Regions from separate parts of the Pan troglodytes genome. Here regions 1 and 2 are each linked to region 3. The links are chromatin contacts, called in public HiChIP or PLAC-seq maps. All regions are on one chromosome and are shown on one strand. The core of a region is the stretch at or near the end of the contact, and the rest is flanking DNA. Distances in the headings are between cores, read along the strand shown. Region 1 holds the start of BLOC1S5 (biogenesis of lysosomal organelles complex 1 subunit 5). Region 2 holds the start of BMP6 (bone morphogenetic protein 6). Region 3 holds the start of TXNDC5 (thioredoxin domain containing 5).

Region 1 (4,388 bases), core at 800-3,299, 150 kb before region 3:
TCTGAGCCGCAGTGTAAAGATTTATATAAAAGCGGAGAGAGAACAGAGGCATATGCTGGACCTCACCATCCCAGAGAACAATACAACTTAATAGTGTATAATCAAATGGCTAGAACACATATTCACAGGCTACAAGCAACAGACTTGCAGAAAAGTAATTGTGTACTTATTCAGTGTTGGCTCCCCTGCAGGCTGCATGAGGAAAGGAAAAGGCTGCATTAGTCTTGTTCACCACTGTGTCTTAGCTCCTAGCACTATGCTGGGCACATAGCAGCTGCTCAATAACGTATTTGTTAAATGTTTTTGAATGAAAAAATGAAAAGCCCATGTGGCCTGTTAAAGTTAATATGGCTTCTCTCTCCCTTCTCTCCAAATCTCCCTTCCCCACTCTCTCTTCACCCACCACCTATGCTTAAACACATACACAGAGACACAGAGGCAGTTGTTTCTGCCACATACAAGTCAGGCAGTCATTTAACCTCTCTGTGCCTCAGCCTCCTCATCTGTAAAATGAGGACAATAATAATAACTACTTCAAAGGCCGGCCATGAGGATTAAATGAATGCAAATTTGTAGACCACTTACAGTATTACCTGGCATGTAGCAAGTGCCATGTAAGTGTTTGTTAAACTGCAGTGCTATCCGAAGTTAGCACAGACTTCAGAGGTCAAAGCATGGTCCTCCTCAAGATGCCCCTTCAGACACCTGCCACAAGCTTTGGGGTTCCCAGGCCACCTGCACTTCTGACCAGCTGTCTCTGTCATATGCCCAGGGCCTGAGCACTCTCTGCTAGGGTGCCTCAGTTCTCACCCACGCAGCTTCTCTCTACACATGATGTTTCATTGCTATTCGCTTTACTCCCTCAGGTTTCACAGAATGACTCATAGAACTCAAGAAAGTGCTTTCCTTGCTATTACAGTTTTATTATAAAGGACACATATCAGGACCAGCCAAATGAAGAGATGTATAGGGCGAGATGTGGGAGATTTCCCAAATAGAAGCTTACGTGTCCTCAGGAACGCTTCCCCCTCCTGACACTTTGATGAATGATTATCGACCAGTAAGCTCACCTGAGCTTCCACATCCAGAGTACTCACTGGGGTTCCATTATGTAGGCATAGCTGGTTAAATCACTGGCCACATGGCTGAATTCAGTCTCCAGCCCCAATCTGCTCCCCAGAGGTGGGCCTGCTTATGTGGCTCAAAGCCTAAGCCCTCATGGTTGGCCGGCCCTTCTGGTGTGGCCAGCCTCCATTCTGAAATCATCTTGGGCCCTCCATGAGCCATCTCATTAGCATAAACTCAGGTGTATTTCCAGAGGCCCACCATGAATAACAAAGACACTTCTATCACTTGGGAAATTCCAAGGATTGAGGGTACCTCCCAGGAACCAGAGTCAAAGTCCAGTCAAATTCTTTATTATACAACGTAAGTTTACTGACTTGAACAGAAAGAGGGAGCAAGAGAAGCATTCTAGGAAACAGGTGTCTAAAAAGAAAGGCAGGAAGTCTGCCACACTCATGGCATAGTAGGGAAACAGCCCCCAGCTAATTGGCTTTGCTATACAGTAGTCCCCATTTATCTGAGGTTTCACTTTCTGTGGTTTCATTACCTGCAGGACGGTACAATAAGATATTTTGGGAGAGAGACTACATTCACATAACTTTTATTAAATTGTTCTAATTGTTCATCTCTTACTGTGCCTAATTTATAAATTAAACTTTATCATATGTATATACAGGAAAAAACAGTATATACATGGTTCAGTACTATATGCAGTTTCAGGAATCTACTGGGGGGTCTTGGAATGTATTCTCAGCAGATATGGGAGGACAACTGTACTGGAATGCACCAGCCTTGAGCCAAATAACCAGGGCTCTGAGTTTAGCTCCAAAGTTCAAGCACTTTCCTATTCTAGCAGCATCCGCCCTGATCCAGCATGGCGGCAAGAGCTTCTGCCAGTTCACACCCTGACTACACGGCAGGCGCCTTTCCGGAACCGCCCGCTGGGTAGATTAAATTTCTCCGGCGCCCTGTAATGACGCAAAAAACAAAACAAAACCCGGGCGTGCCTTGTAAGAGGGCGGCCGGGTTTGCGCAGGCGCAGCGTGGCCGCGGGTGGGCGGAACTGGTCGGGATGAGTGGCGGAGGGACAGAGACCCCTGTGGGTTGTGAGGCCGCCCCGGGCGGTGGCAGCAAGAAGAGGGACTCCCTGGGGACTGCGGGCTCAGCGCACCTCATTATCAAGGGTACGGAGTGTCAGGGCTATAGTTCCTGGTGGATCCCAGCACAGCCTCATCTCCCAGGCGGCGCCCTCTGACCCGGGCCGACCCCCGGCTCCCGGGCTGGCGCGCGTGCGTTTGTGCGGGTGGGGGAGTCGTGGTCGGTCCCCGCCTTTTTCCCCGCGCCAAATGCGTCCCACCACAACCAACCAGCCCAACTCCTCGTGTTTCCCCGCTTTCCTCTGTCGCAGCCTGAGCCATCAGGCCCGCCCCCGTCCATTCCGCAAGCTCAGGACCCCTGGGCGCAGAGCCTTTGGGCAGCCTCGCCACCGACGTGTAGTGGAAAGGGCATTGGACCTGGGAGGCGGGAGGCAGTCGCTTAGGAGTTGAGTGACTTCGGGTCACTGGCTTTACTCACTCTCCTACCCGATCTGTTCCTGGTCGTGCGAGGAGTAAGTGAGATACACTTACGAAAGCGCTCTATAGCACCTTAAAGAACCATTCACGTTCAGAAATGTCCATGTGTTCTGTGTGCTTTGAGCTGGGAGAAGGTTACAACCTAGATTCTCACAGAATCTGCTTTAGGTTTGACTCCTAAAGCTCACAACGCTGTTTGCTGCGTGAAAGTCTTTGACAGTTGAGTTGTAGTGCTTTATATATACTAGATATAAAGTGCTTATATACAGTGCTTGTATTCTTATTTTTTCTACTTGACATGCTTAAGAAGATATGTCCTAATAAAATTCATTAAAATAGAGAATTGAAACCTGCCCATCGTATGTCTGCAAAAATGAAAAATTTGGGGAACATTGCCAGTGAATGAATATGAATAATACATTGTCTTAGATTTCATTTCTCAAGGAATTTTGAGACTTACATTTTAAACTACGTAGTTGTAACTAAGAAGAATAATAAACTGACTCACCAAAAGACTTAAATTCAGACCTTTTCTTAATGACTTTTTCAGACTTATGAAAAAGAGACTTACAATGAACATTCACCACCCACCTTAATAAAGAAATTACTAAAAGCCCCACTGTGTCTTGCTCTAATTGCACTAGTTCCCCTCCCTCCTCTCAAGGTAGCCACTATCCAGAATTTGGTGTTTATTATTATTGTGCATGTCTTTATAGTTTTGTTGCTTCTGTCTATATCCCAAAAGGAAATATTTTGAATATTTTAAAGTTTTATGTAAATTGCTTTAATCCTTCTGAAACTTGCTTTTTTATTATATTTATTATAAAATACGTATTATTTTTTATATTTATGTTGATAAATGTAACTGATGTATTTATTTTTACTTGGTGATTGATAGAATTCCATTGTATGAGTATGGTTAAGGTGTTTTGCATTTTTTCTTTTGATATTACACCTATGCTGTAATAAATATGTATAAATGGCCTTACTCATTTGTGCAAGAGTTTTCTAGGGTACATACCTAGGCATGAAAATGCTAGGTATACGTGTCTGCAACTTTATTGAATACTGAAAGATTGTTCTCAAAAGTAGTTGTATCAGTGTACACATCCACTGGCAGTGGATGAGATTTCCTCTTAGTCCATAGTCTAAACTGGATTTTAACCTTCATCTCTTGGTGGGGAAGGGAGAGAGTAAAACAAGCTAGAGATTATGCCATTTAGCATGGATTAACCCTGAATTTCATTTTATCTTTATAGATCTTGGAGAAATTCATTCAAGGCTTTTGGATCACAGACCAGTTATTCAAGGTGAAACTCGTTATTTTGTAAAAGAATTTGAAGTGAGTATTTAAACTTATTTTATAAAAGTACTTCCCTAATTGTTAGTGTGTTATTATACAGAAGAGAAATTCCCCAGTTTTAAAATCGGATTTTAGTTCATGTGTTCATAAAATATACGAAGTAAAAATGATGAAGACGTAAAAATTGTTGTTTTTAATGGGATAAGTTCCATACTAAACAGCAGGATACATAAGTTCTGGTGCCTACTCTAGGGTATTTAATGTCTGTTGATCTGAGGTTTTTTTAATCTATAAAATGAGATATAGTGGGGAAAAAAAGGGATTTTAGAGATTGATGGGTCTGAGTTTTTCAGACTCATTTTCTGTATTTTTTTCAATTGAGACATCACTAATTATTCAAGCAGTCAAATTAAAACTTAAGAATTATCCTTGGCTATTTCCTTTCT
Region 2 (4,737 bases), core at 833-3,332, 180 kb after region 3:
CCTCTGCAACCTCCCCCAGTGCCGTGGATACCTCTAAACAGACTCATGGCAAGTTTTCAAAGTTCCCAGCCGCTGTCGGATTCCCTAAAAGTCTCGGTGGGAAAACTGCACTCCAAGTTAAGGGGCAAAAGAAGGCAGTTTAGAGGGAAAAATCGTACTGAAGAGCCCTCTTCCCAGGATGGCCACACTCGGGCTGGACTCTTCTGCTGCAATTGAGTTAACCTGGCCAGAGCTGGGCAGAAGTGAAAAAAAGCGCGGAACGTGCTCAGGGAGTCCGCAAATACACGCCCGCTGGGGACAGCGCTCCCGGAGCCCCGCGGCCCGACCGGCCAGCCGCCTCTGGGGGCCTCGGCGCGCAGCCCTGCCCGCGGCGCGGGGGAGCGCATGTGCCGCCCCACCGCCGCGCAGGTGGCGGGAGCACAGCCTGCCTGTCCCCGCGTTCTCTGGCGTACCAGGCAGGACCCGCGCGCCGGGAGCTCCTCCACCCCCTCACTCCATCCCCTGGGCCCGGGACACTGAAAAGGGGGAAATGTTCTCGTCATTACGTTACCCCAAATCCTTACCCAGGTTCACAAAGCTCATGACCATGTCCGCGTCGTTGAGGAAGGCGCTGTCCTGCGCGCTGGTCAGTGGGGACGCGCCGCCGCTGCCAGATCCGGGGGCCAGAAGGCTCTTGCGGTTGAGCGGGTGCGCGGCGCCCGGGGGCGGCTGCCGACGCTGGGACGAGCTGGCTGCTTCGTGGGGCCAGGACTGCTGCCTCTCCCCCTCCGACGCCCCGTCCTCGTCGTTGTCGGCGGACAGGGCGTTGTACAGATCCAGCATGAAGAGGGGCGCGGACTTCAGTCGCCCGGGAGGGGGCTCTCCGCGAGGCAGCTGCTGCTGCTGCTGCTCCTCCTGCTGCCGGAGCGCCGGGGGCTGCGGCTGTTGGAGGCCGTGCAGGGGCCGGGGCCGGTGCGGGAGCCCCAGCACCGACAAGATCTCTTTCTGCATCTCCCGCTTCTCCTGCGTCTTGAGTCGCCGGTACAGGAAGCCCGAGGAGGACTGCGGCGACGGCGGCGGCTGCTCCGTGCGGCCGGGGCTCCCGCCGTCCCCCAGCAGCTGCCCCCCGGCGGCGGCGGCCGCGGCAGCGGGCAAGGGCGGCCGCAGCGGCGGGGGCCCGCAGCAGCTGCACAGCAGCCCCCACCACCAGCACAGCCACTGCGCCCTCCGCCCCAGCCCCGGCATCCCCGCCCGGCCGGGCTGCCCCCGCGGATCCCGCGAGGCGTGGAGCGGCGGAGCGAGGCCGGAGCGCGGCCGCTGTGGCCCTTGGCGTGAGCAGTCCCCGCCACCTCTCGGCGGGCTCGCTTCCCCTTCCTGGCCCTCAGTCCTTATCTCTCATGGTCGTCCGGGGCGCCCCCAGTTGCCCAGGCTAGAGAGGTGGCGAAGGGGCGATCACCAGGAGAACCGCTTGGAGGGGAGGAAGCGGAGCCTCACAGCCTCGCGCAGATCTCTAGAGGCGCGCGGTCCAGGCCAGGTGCGTCCGAGTCCGGGCTGCGCTGCAGCCTGCGGCCCTGGCTCCTGCGAGTCGCGGCGCGGTCACTCTGGGCCTCGCTGGCCGCACACGTGCGCTGCCCCGCGCTCTCCCTGGCGACTGAGTGGGACCCGGGGCAGCGGGGAGCGGGACCGCTCACGAGCTGCGGGAGATGCCCGGCATCACCGTGGCGCACGCCCCTCCCCGGATCGCAGGGCCACCATGAAGTTTACCCCGTTGCAGGGCCCAGGCTGCGGCGACAAGGCGTCCCGAAATGCCAGTCTGTTCCGCGAGGTTTAACTTCCTTCTCGCTCACGAACTCCGCGCCCCTGAGCTCTCGAGCACCGTCGCTCCCACTCAAAATCTCCGCGCGCCGCACGCCTCCTCAAGCGGAGGCGGCGAGGATCTTGCTTTCCGTTCGGCGGTCGCCCGGCTGCCCAGCAAACCCGCTGGCAGAAAGGATGGGAAGGTAGGGGGCTAGTGCACCGAGCAGCGGCCGCGGCGGCGGCGCCGGAATTCGGTCTCCCGCCTCTCCACGCCGCGCTCCCCGCAGCGGCCAACGTGGGCTTTCTGCTGCGCGCCCGGCTCAGGTACCGCACTCCAGCCCTGGGACTCCCCGCCCCGCGGTAACCGACAGGCTGGCAGCCAATGGGGACGCGAAGCTCGCGGGCTATTTAAATAGCCCCGCCCCTTCTTTCACCCTCCCTCTCCCGAGAGGCGTCGCCTCCGCCGCGCGTAGGTTTCAAGACCCGGGAAGTCTTGGAGGCATGCAAAGAGCCGCGAGGTGCCAAAGGCGAAGAGGTCATCGCTAGTAAGAATGATCTGACCAATACCCCGATCTGAAGCTTTCTCTTTTACCATCATTTAAACGGCCTAAGTTGATGCTTTAACTAAATAAAAATAATAACAGCGATTAAATCACTATAGTGCCAGAACTGAGGAAGAAAAGAAAAATGATAGCTTTTCCATCCCTTCCTTAGTTTCTCTTATTGATGTAATGTAGGCGTTTAGCGGACACGTGGCTTTCCACGGCAGCTGCTGGAAGTTGGGACACACCCTCCGGGGAGGCTACTCACAAACTGACCACAGAGAGGGCCACATGTAACCCAAGCCAGCGTCCTGAGAGTTTGGGGTCGGATGTGTTGACTTATCTGTTCATTTGTGCTTTGGTTTGGCTTCTTAAGCTAAAGAAAGAGGGTGTAATCAGACAATATATTAGAAAAAGCGTCCCCTGTCTTCTTGGAAATGTCTTGATTCTCCAGCTTATCTATTAATGTTGCATTTTAATATTGAAATACAATGTGACTTATATGGTGCAAGATAAAACTTGAGGAGAGGTGATAAAGATAACTCCAGGAAGAGCAGGGGCTTGGCATGCATTCTGAATGGTCAGGACAATAGACAGGGTCCTGAAACACAGGTTGCTGTGGATTTTAGACAAGATAACACCACCACCAACACCATTTGCCAACGAGGACGCAAATTCATTTGCCTTTACCCCGCCCAAGAACATCCAGTCATCTATGGATGGTAGAAGCAAATTCACGTAAAACATGAAGGTTTTTTACTTGGTGAAAATTGTGTGGAGTTGAAAATAAAAACTGCAATTTTCTGACTGCCAGCCTTAGTCCAAATGGTCCTAGGCATTTGAGAGTGAAGTCAAATAGATTATAGACTGTGGGATTCATGAATTTATGAGATCATAGGCTTTCTGTTGGTCGAAATCTTATAAGCATTCCTATCCTATTTCCAAGAATCTATTTCTCATGGGTAAATAGAGAACACCACTGACTCCAACTACCCACTGAGTCCTTCTTTCTAGTTCTGTCTTGGCCCAGACACAAGTGGTCATTTAGAAGAGTCTTTATTTCTACAAATATCTGAAAGCTATTAATTTCAGGGCACAAAACTTAGCACCCCTGAATGCCAGTCTTTAACCATCTCTACAGGGATTTCTTCCATCCGAAAAGATAATACGATACTTCGTCTGGGATGCCAGGACCCTTAGAATTCAAGAGCCCTGTCACTTCTTTTTTCTGTAGGGAACATGTTAGGGACATAAATTCATTGCAGTGCCCCACAGCAGCCAAGAGCTCTGCTCAGAAGATCTGAAATTTCAGCAAATACACCTAGGCTTCCTGCCAAGAGCCTCCTTTTTTAAACCTAGTTGCACCTTCTTCATAAGACTTCTGGTGAGATGCAGGCAGAGTAAAAGACTTTCTACCTACGAGGGCAGTGGGGAAGACACAGGAAACTCAACATTTCAAGCATGGATGAGGGCACCTTGGTGGGGCTGTCATTTAAAACACAAAATCAAGGCGTGACCCACCTATTGTAGAGGTTGAGCATCCCTAACCCAAAAATCTGACATCCAAAATGCTCCAAAATCTAAAGATTTCTGAGAGCTGACATGATGCCTCAGATGGAAAATTCCACACCTGACCTCATAGGATGGGACATGGTCAAAACACAGTCAAAATTTTCATCCACAAAATTATTTGAAATATTGTATTAAATTACCTTCAGACTATGTATATGAGATATATACGAAACATAAATGAATTTCATGTTTAGACTTGGATCCCGTCCCTAAGGTATCTCATTATGTATATGCAAATATTCCAAAATCTAAAAATCTGAAATTTGAAATACTTCTGGTCCCAAGCACTTTGGATAAGGGATACTCAACTTGTGTATGCATCTATGGGGTGGACCTAGTGCAGAACACACACACACACGCACACACACGCACGCCATCTCTCCCTTTCCTTAGACACTAAGAAGTAGATGTGTTCATGTGACATGAGTCTAAAGTGACTATCAACTAAACATCTGAGCAGCAACTCTGATTCAGGTCTGTTGCGGGCTCCTCACCCCACCAAGATGGATTCTCAGTTTCTGTCTAATGGGGCTAGAATGAGGAGGTGTCGAGAGTACCTCCAGGTGATGAACATGAGAACGCACATCTCCCTTAAGAGCCAGAAGAAGCTCCTAAAAAAGATGTGCAGTGAGACATTACAATGATCATAAGGACAGTGACATCCAACTGAGGATGTGCTCCTCTTCTGTCCGCTGTGGCTCCCAACATGTGCACATCATGTTTGCGGGACACATGCAGGCAAGCCCTTGTATCCATTGGGACAAAGGGGACAGGAAGAGATACAGTTCTAGGATTTTAATAACCTTGAAATTGGGACTACTCTTTCTCCAAGCCAGTTGGATCTCTA
Region 3 (4,859 bases), core at 825-3,324:
GGGGTGGGTAGCTCAGAGGTCATGATGAGAAAGAAGCATTGCAGAAATGGGTTTCTTGAGCAAACAGTCGAGGAGGTGCTGGGCAGAGTGGATGCCTTCAGATTTTGGAGATGGTGCAGATGCTGGTGATGACAAGTGCTAGGGTCTCCCTTTTGGGTGTGAGTTACTGAGGGAAAGGTAGATGGAGCATCCACCTGGATGCTGAAGATGCCAGGAATGAAAGACAGGAAAGGGGTGGCCAGGAACACTGTGAGCCGGGAACCAAAGTCTTCACTGAACCAGGAAGAGTGATGTGGAAGAATGACAGGAACTGGCAGGGCAGAGGGTGCCATGCCCAGTGGCATCAATTTAAGGAGTACTGAAGGTTTTGTAGGATTTGGAAGGAGCAATGGGGAACCAGGAAGGCATCAGCTTTACTTCCTGGCTCTGAGGGACTCCAGCTGTGAAAGAATGAGCAGCCACCACTTGAGAGAGCTCCTAGAACTGTGTTTCAGTTAAAAACGAAAGACACTGATGCTGTAAGAGTGTATGGCGATGCTTGCGGGAATTTCCCAACAGCACCGTGGAAGGGTTTGGGAGGTTTGAGGTGTTGGAGAACACAGGGATTAGAGTTTGGCAATAACAGTTATTGGAGAGAATCCCTGGATTTCTAGTGTTGAGTGAGTTTCACAGGGACACAAAGCATGATGCAACCACATCACGGAAGGCCTTGAATGGCTGCCCCAGGAATTACTATTTCACCCCATCGGCCAAGGCCATGGGGACAGTGGTGGTGTTTTGGTCCAAGTTTAAGCAGCAAACTGTCTTGGTCAAAGGCAGGCTTTAGGAAAATTAATTTTCCAGCCATGTGAATGAAAGATACTCTTAGAAAGCTACTGCAATAGGCCAGGCTTAGTCTCCGTTCAGGGTATGAACACTGAGAATGCTGGAAGGAAATCATGGTTACAGGAAATGCGGTTGAATTTTGAGACACACGGGAAAAGAGCGAGCAATGCAAGATGCCTCCCATGTTTCAAGCTTAGGTGGCTGGGAGAACAGACTTTGGAGGGAGATTGATGGTTTTGGTGTTTGGCAACCCATGGTTAAAGGTTCATAAGTGGCTGGGCCTAAGGCGGGAGCAGAATAATGACAGGTGAGACAGTGGGCGCGTCCCCTGTTGCCAAGCCAGGAGTTAACTACCTAGGGCTTCCTGGACTGAGGATAATCAAAGAGCAGGCAGGATCCCGGAAAGCAACCCGGTGATTCTAATTTAGCTTCAGATCCCCGGGGCAGGGCTGGAGCTTTCGATTACCATCTGCTGTAAGGTGTGTGTGCAGGTGCGAGTTATGAGTCGCCGGGCAGGGATGCCTTCGGGCCATTCCGCAGGCTGAGTTCAGCCATAGCAGGCGTGCTGTCATTCATTTTAGTAACCGGGATAAATGAGGGCACAGTAGGACCCCAGTCAGTCCTGCTAGGTGCCGTCTTGTCTAGAAGAGGCCGCTTTGACTTTCTCTCCTCTTCATCCCTGAGTTAAGGCCGGGCAGGGGTAACCAGCAAGGGGTTCACTTGGGAAGCGGGTTTCATCACCCCTCTGAGCCCAGGTCGAGAATCACAGTTGAGCTCTGGCCAAGAATCTAACTAATTCAGGTGCAAACCCCACCGTCTTTTGCCCGATTTCCTATATTCTGCTGACAGCAGCTCTCTCCTTCCTTTGGCCTGAAATCGCGGGGTGCTTGTGTGAGCTGAGATTAGCCGAGGCTGACCTGCCCCTCCGTGGCTTCCCGCTGGCCTCATCGTTACTTCGTGTGTTCACCGCCGCTCTGAGCAGAGCGGGCCCCTGGGGAAAGGGGTGCGGGCCTGGGTTGCGGAGGCGCAGGAGCCTCGCGGGATTGGGGCGAGCCGTCCCATGGCGGGAAGGCAGGAGGCCGGACTCGGAAGGCTCTCCCAGACTCGGTCCCTCGCTCCAGCCCTTCCCTGCCGGGGCGCGGAGCCGGGCCTCGGGCGGGTAGCGGTCGCGCGCCGGCGCGGGCGGGCGGGGAGAGGAAGGGGCGCGGCCTCTCGGGGGCGGGGCGCGGGGCGGGCGCTGCGAGGGGACCGGAGGCCGCGGCGAGAGCGCGCCCAGCCCCGCCGCGATGCCCGCGCGCCCAGGACGCCTCCTCCCGCTGCTGGCCCGGCCGTCGGCCCTGACTGCGCTGCTGCTGCTGCTGCTGGGCCATGGCGGCGGCGGGCGCTGGGGCGCCCGGGCCCAGGAGGCGGCGGCGGCGGCGGCGGACGGGCCCCCCGCGGCAGACGGCGAGGACGGACAGGACCCGCACAGCAAGCACCTGTACACGGCCGACATGTTCACGCACGGGATCCAGAGCGCCGCGCACTTCGTCATGTTCTTCGCGCCCTGGTAACGCCGCGCAGACCGGCGCTCTGCCCCGCACTTGGCGCTTCGGGGGGCGTGGGGCGCTTGGGCGCCGCGGGCGGGGGGTCCCGGGCCCGGGGCCACGTGGACGCCGACGGCTCTGGTCAGCGGCGTGCGTGCTACGGGCGCGGGGCTCGGGGCTCAGGGGTGCGGGGTGTAGTACTGGGGGCGCGGGGACCCTGCGGGTTCGGGGCTCCGGCTGGGGGGGGGGGCGGGGGGCGCGGGCGCCGCGGCTCGGGGCCGGGAGCCGGGGACTGCAGGGGACCGAGGGCTTGGGGCTCCGGGTCGGGGGGCGTGAGCTCAGCGGGCCGGGCACTCGCGGCTGACGTGGCGCTAGGCGGCCGGGGCGGTGCGGGAGGAGGGGGCGGACCCCGAGGGGACAGCCGGGAAAAGCCCGCCCTGCGCCGCGCTCCTGAATTCAACCGCCTCTTGCACCTCGGCACCGAGGGAGGGGAAGGTGGGGTCGTCGCCCTTTCGGGCAGCCGGGAGTCCAAATGTCACCCCGCGGTCCCTGCCCAGCGCCCCAAACTTCCTGTGCCGGCCGGACGCGCGGCCTGCCCGTGGGCCACGTGCACTCACCAGAGCGGCCTTGCTGCTGCCGCGGCCACCGGGGTCGGCTGGGACACTTAGACTGCGGGCACGTCCCCTTCCAGAGGCTTTAGTTGAAAAATAGAACCCAGGAAGGTGTGGTTTCCCACTTTGTGCGTGTTTTGTGGGATAGGAAGGAGTGGTCCAGGCAGAGGAGGGTTGCTGAGCTACCCCGGGAAGACCAAGGTAGTGCGAATTCTGGAACCCCTGCGCCCCCCTGCAGCTCAGGGTGGATGTACTCTCTGAACGGAGCCCACTGGTCCTCAACTCCAGGCTGTCCTGTCACCTCCCTGCTGCGCTGCTCTCTCGGGTCCAGGTCACTTGTTATGTGTGAGATCGGAAAAGCCCCTCCGTTGAGCAGATGGTCCCTCTTGCTTTGGTTCTCTGGGCGAGGCTTTGGTGTGGGCCTCGCTGCTGACCTGAGAGACCCCTACCCTGGCACTCATCCCACGGAAGAGCTTCCTGTCATTCACACAAGCATGTGCACAGCTTTCCTGCCAGTGCCGGGATGCCCCGAGGAAGGGAAGTGACCACAGGCCAGAGCAGAAAGCCATAATTTTAGGACACAAGACCTTTGAGAGGTTGGAATAGCCTGCAGGTTCTTGTTGCAGAACTTGGTATTCTTCCCCAGAGCTCAGTAGAGGCTCACTTGGGAAAGGGATGTAGGGAGGCATAGAGAAAACGTACCCTAAGAAAAATGGCCAGTTCAGAAATTGTACCTTTCAAACTGGGAGAAACGTTTTTCTCTTAACCCTGTATTCAGGTTATTACTGCGTTTCAGTTCATTTGGAGTTAAATCAACTTTTTGGGCCACTGTGGGTTTATTAACAATGTATATATGAAGTACATTATGTTTCACATTCCTAAGAACCAACTGACTCGAATTTTTAGAACTCCAATGGTTTAGAAATTACTTTGTAACATAAAACAATCAGGCAGTATTAACAGTTTCTCTCTGTTCGGGAGTATTCTCAGCAACTATTTTAATTAAATGTACTACTTAATTGGAGCCTATTTCAGTGGAATACATCTGTCGATGGGTTTTCTTTTTTCTTTCTTCATTATTTATTTATTTTAGAGATGGGATCTTGCTCTGTTACCCAGCCTGAAACCAGTGGTACGCAGCCGCAGCTCACTGTAGCCTCTAACTCCTGGGCTCAAGTGATTCTCCTGCCTCAGCCTCTGAAGTAGCTGTGACTACAGGCGCAGGTCATCACACCCAGCTTATTTTGTTGTTGTTGTTTTTGTTGTAGTTGGTAGAAACAGGGTCTCGCTATGTTGCCGGGGCTGGTCTCAAACTCCTGGCCTCAATCAGTACTTCTGCCCTGGCCTCCCAAAGTACTGAGATTACAGGCATGAGCCATCGCATCCCATTCTTTACTTTTTTTTTTTTTTTTAAAAGAAAAACTGACATGCAGATGTAATAAGTCCCCACAGTGCCAAAGGAATTTTAAGTTTAGAATCTTTGCAATAAATACCAGCTAGTCCTGGGCTGAGTGAGAGAAAACTGGCACATCTGGGCACTTGGTATTAAGTAAATTCCTTTTTCATTATATGTGGCTTGTAGACATTTAGCTGGATGCTTCCAGAATAATTAGCTTTATGTTGTTACTTTTTTTTTTTTTTTTTTTTTTTTGAGATGGAGTCTTGCTCTCTTGCCAGGCTGGAGTGCAGTAGCGCAATCTTGGTTCACTGCAACCTCCACCTCCTGGGTTTAAGCGATTCTCCTGCCTCAGCCTCCTGAGAAGCTGGGACTACAGGTGCGTGCCACCACGCCCAGCTAATTTTTGTATTTTTAGTAGAGATGGGGTTTCACCATGTTGGCCAGGATTGTCTCGATCTCTTGACCTTGTGTTCTGCCCGCCTCTTCCTCCCAAAGTGC

The links. HiChIP or PLAC-seq counts read pairs in DNA pulled down with a chosen protein or histone mark.
Region 1: an H3K4me3 HiChIP or PLAC-seq map of stem cell-derived excitatory neurons shows a contact between it and region 3, with 2.5 times the contacts expected there. The contact joins the promoter of BLOC1S5 here to the promoter of TXNDC5 in region 3. A contact is called at or near these places in 2 of 7 Hi-C or Micro-C datasets (induced pluripotent stem cells and stem cell-derived neural progenitor cells) and 1 of 1 datasets of contacts at active chromatin or transcription factors (stem cell-derived excitatory neurons).
Region 2: an H3K4me3 HiChIP or PLAC-seq map of stem cell-derived excitatory neurons shows a contact between it and region 3, with 4 times the contacts expected there. The contact joins the promoter of BMP6 here to the promoter of TXNDC5 in region 3. A contact is called at or near these places in 2 of 7 Hi-C or Micro-C datasets (blood and stem cell-derived neural progenitor cells) and 1 of 1 datasets of contacts at active chromatin or transcription factors (stem cell-derived excitatory neurons).

Annotation. Positions count from the first base shown.
Region 1 is chr5:14,012,315-14,016,702 of NHGRI_mPanTro3-v2.0_pri, reverse strand. BLOC1S5 (biogenesis of lysosomal organelles complex 1 subunit 5) reads left to right here and starts at 2,049. Exons shown (of 5, transcript XM_001166060.7): 1 at 2,049-2,249; 2 at 3,899-3,981. The coding sequence starts at 2,138.
Region 2 is chr5:13,675,533-13,680,269 of NHGRI_mPanTro3-v2.0_pri, reverse strand. BMP6 (bone morphogenetic protein 6) reads right to left here and starts at 2,082. Exons shown (of 7, transcript XM_003950711.6): 1 at 564-2,082. The coding sequence starts at 1,224.
Region 3 is chr5:13,858,620-13,863,478 of NHGRI_mPanTro3-v2.0_pri, reverse strand. It overlaps TXNDC5 (thioredoxin domain containing 5), which reads left to right and starts at 2,074. Exons shown (of 10, transcript XM_016954874.4): 1 at 2,074-2,374. The coding sequence starts at 2,112.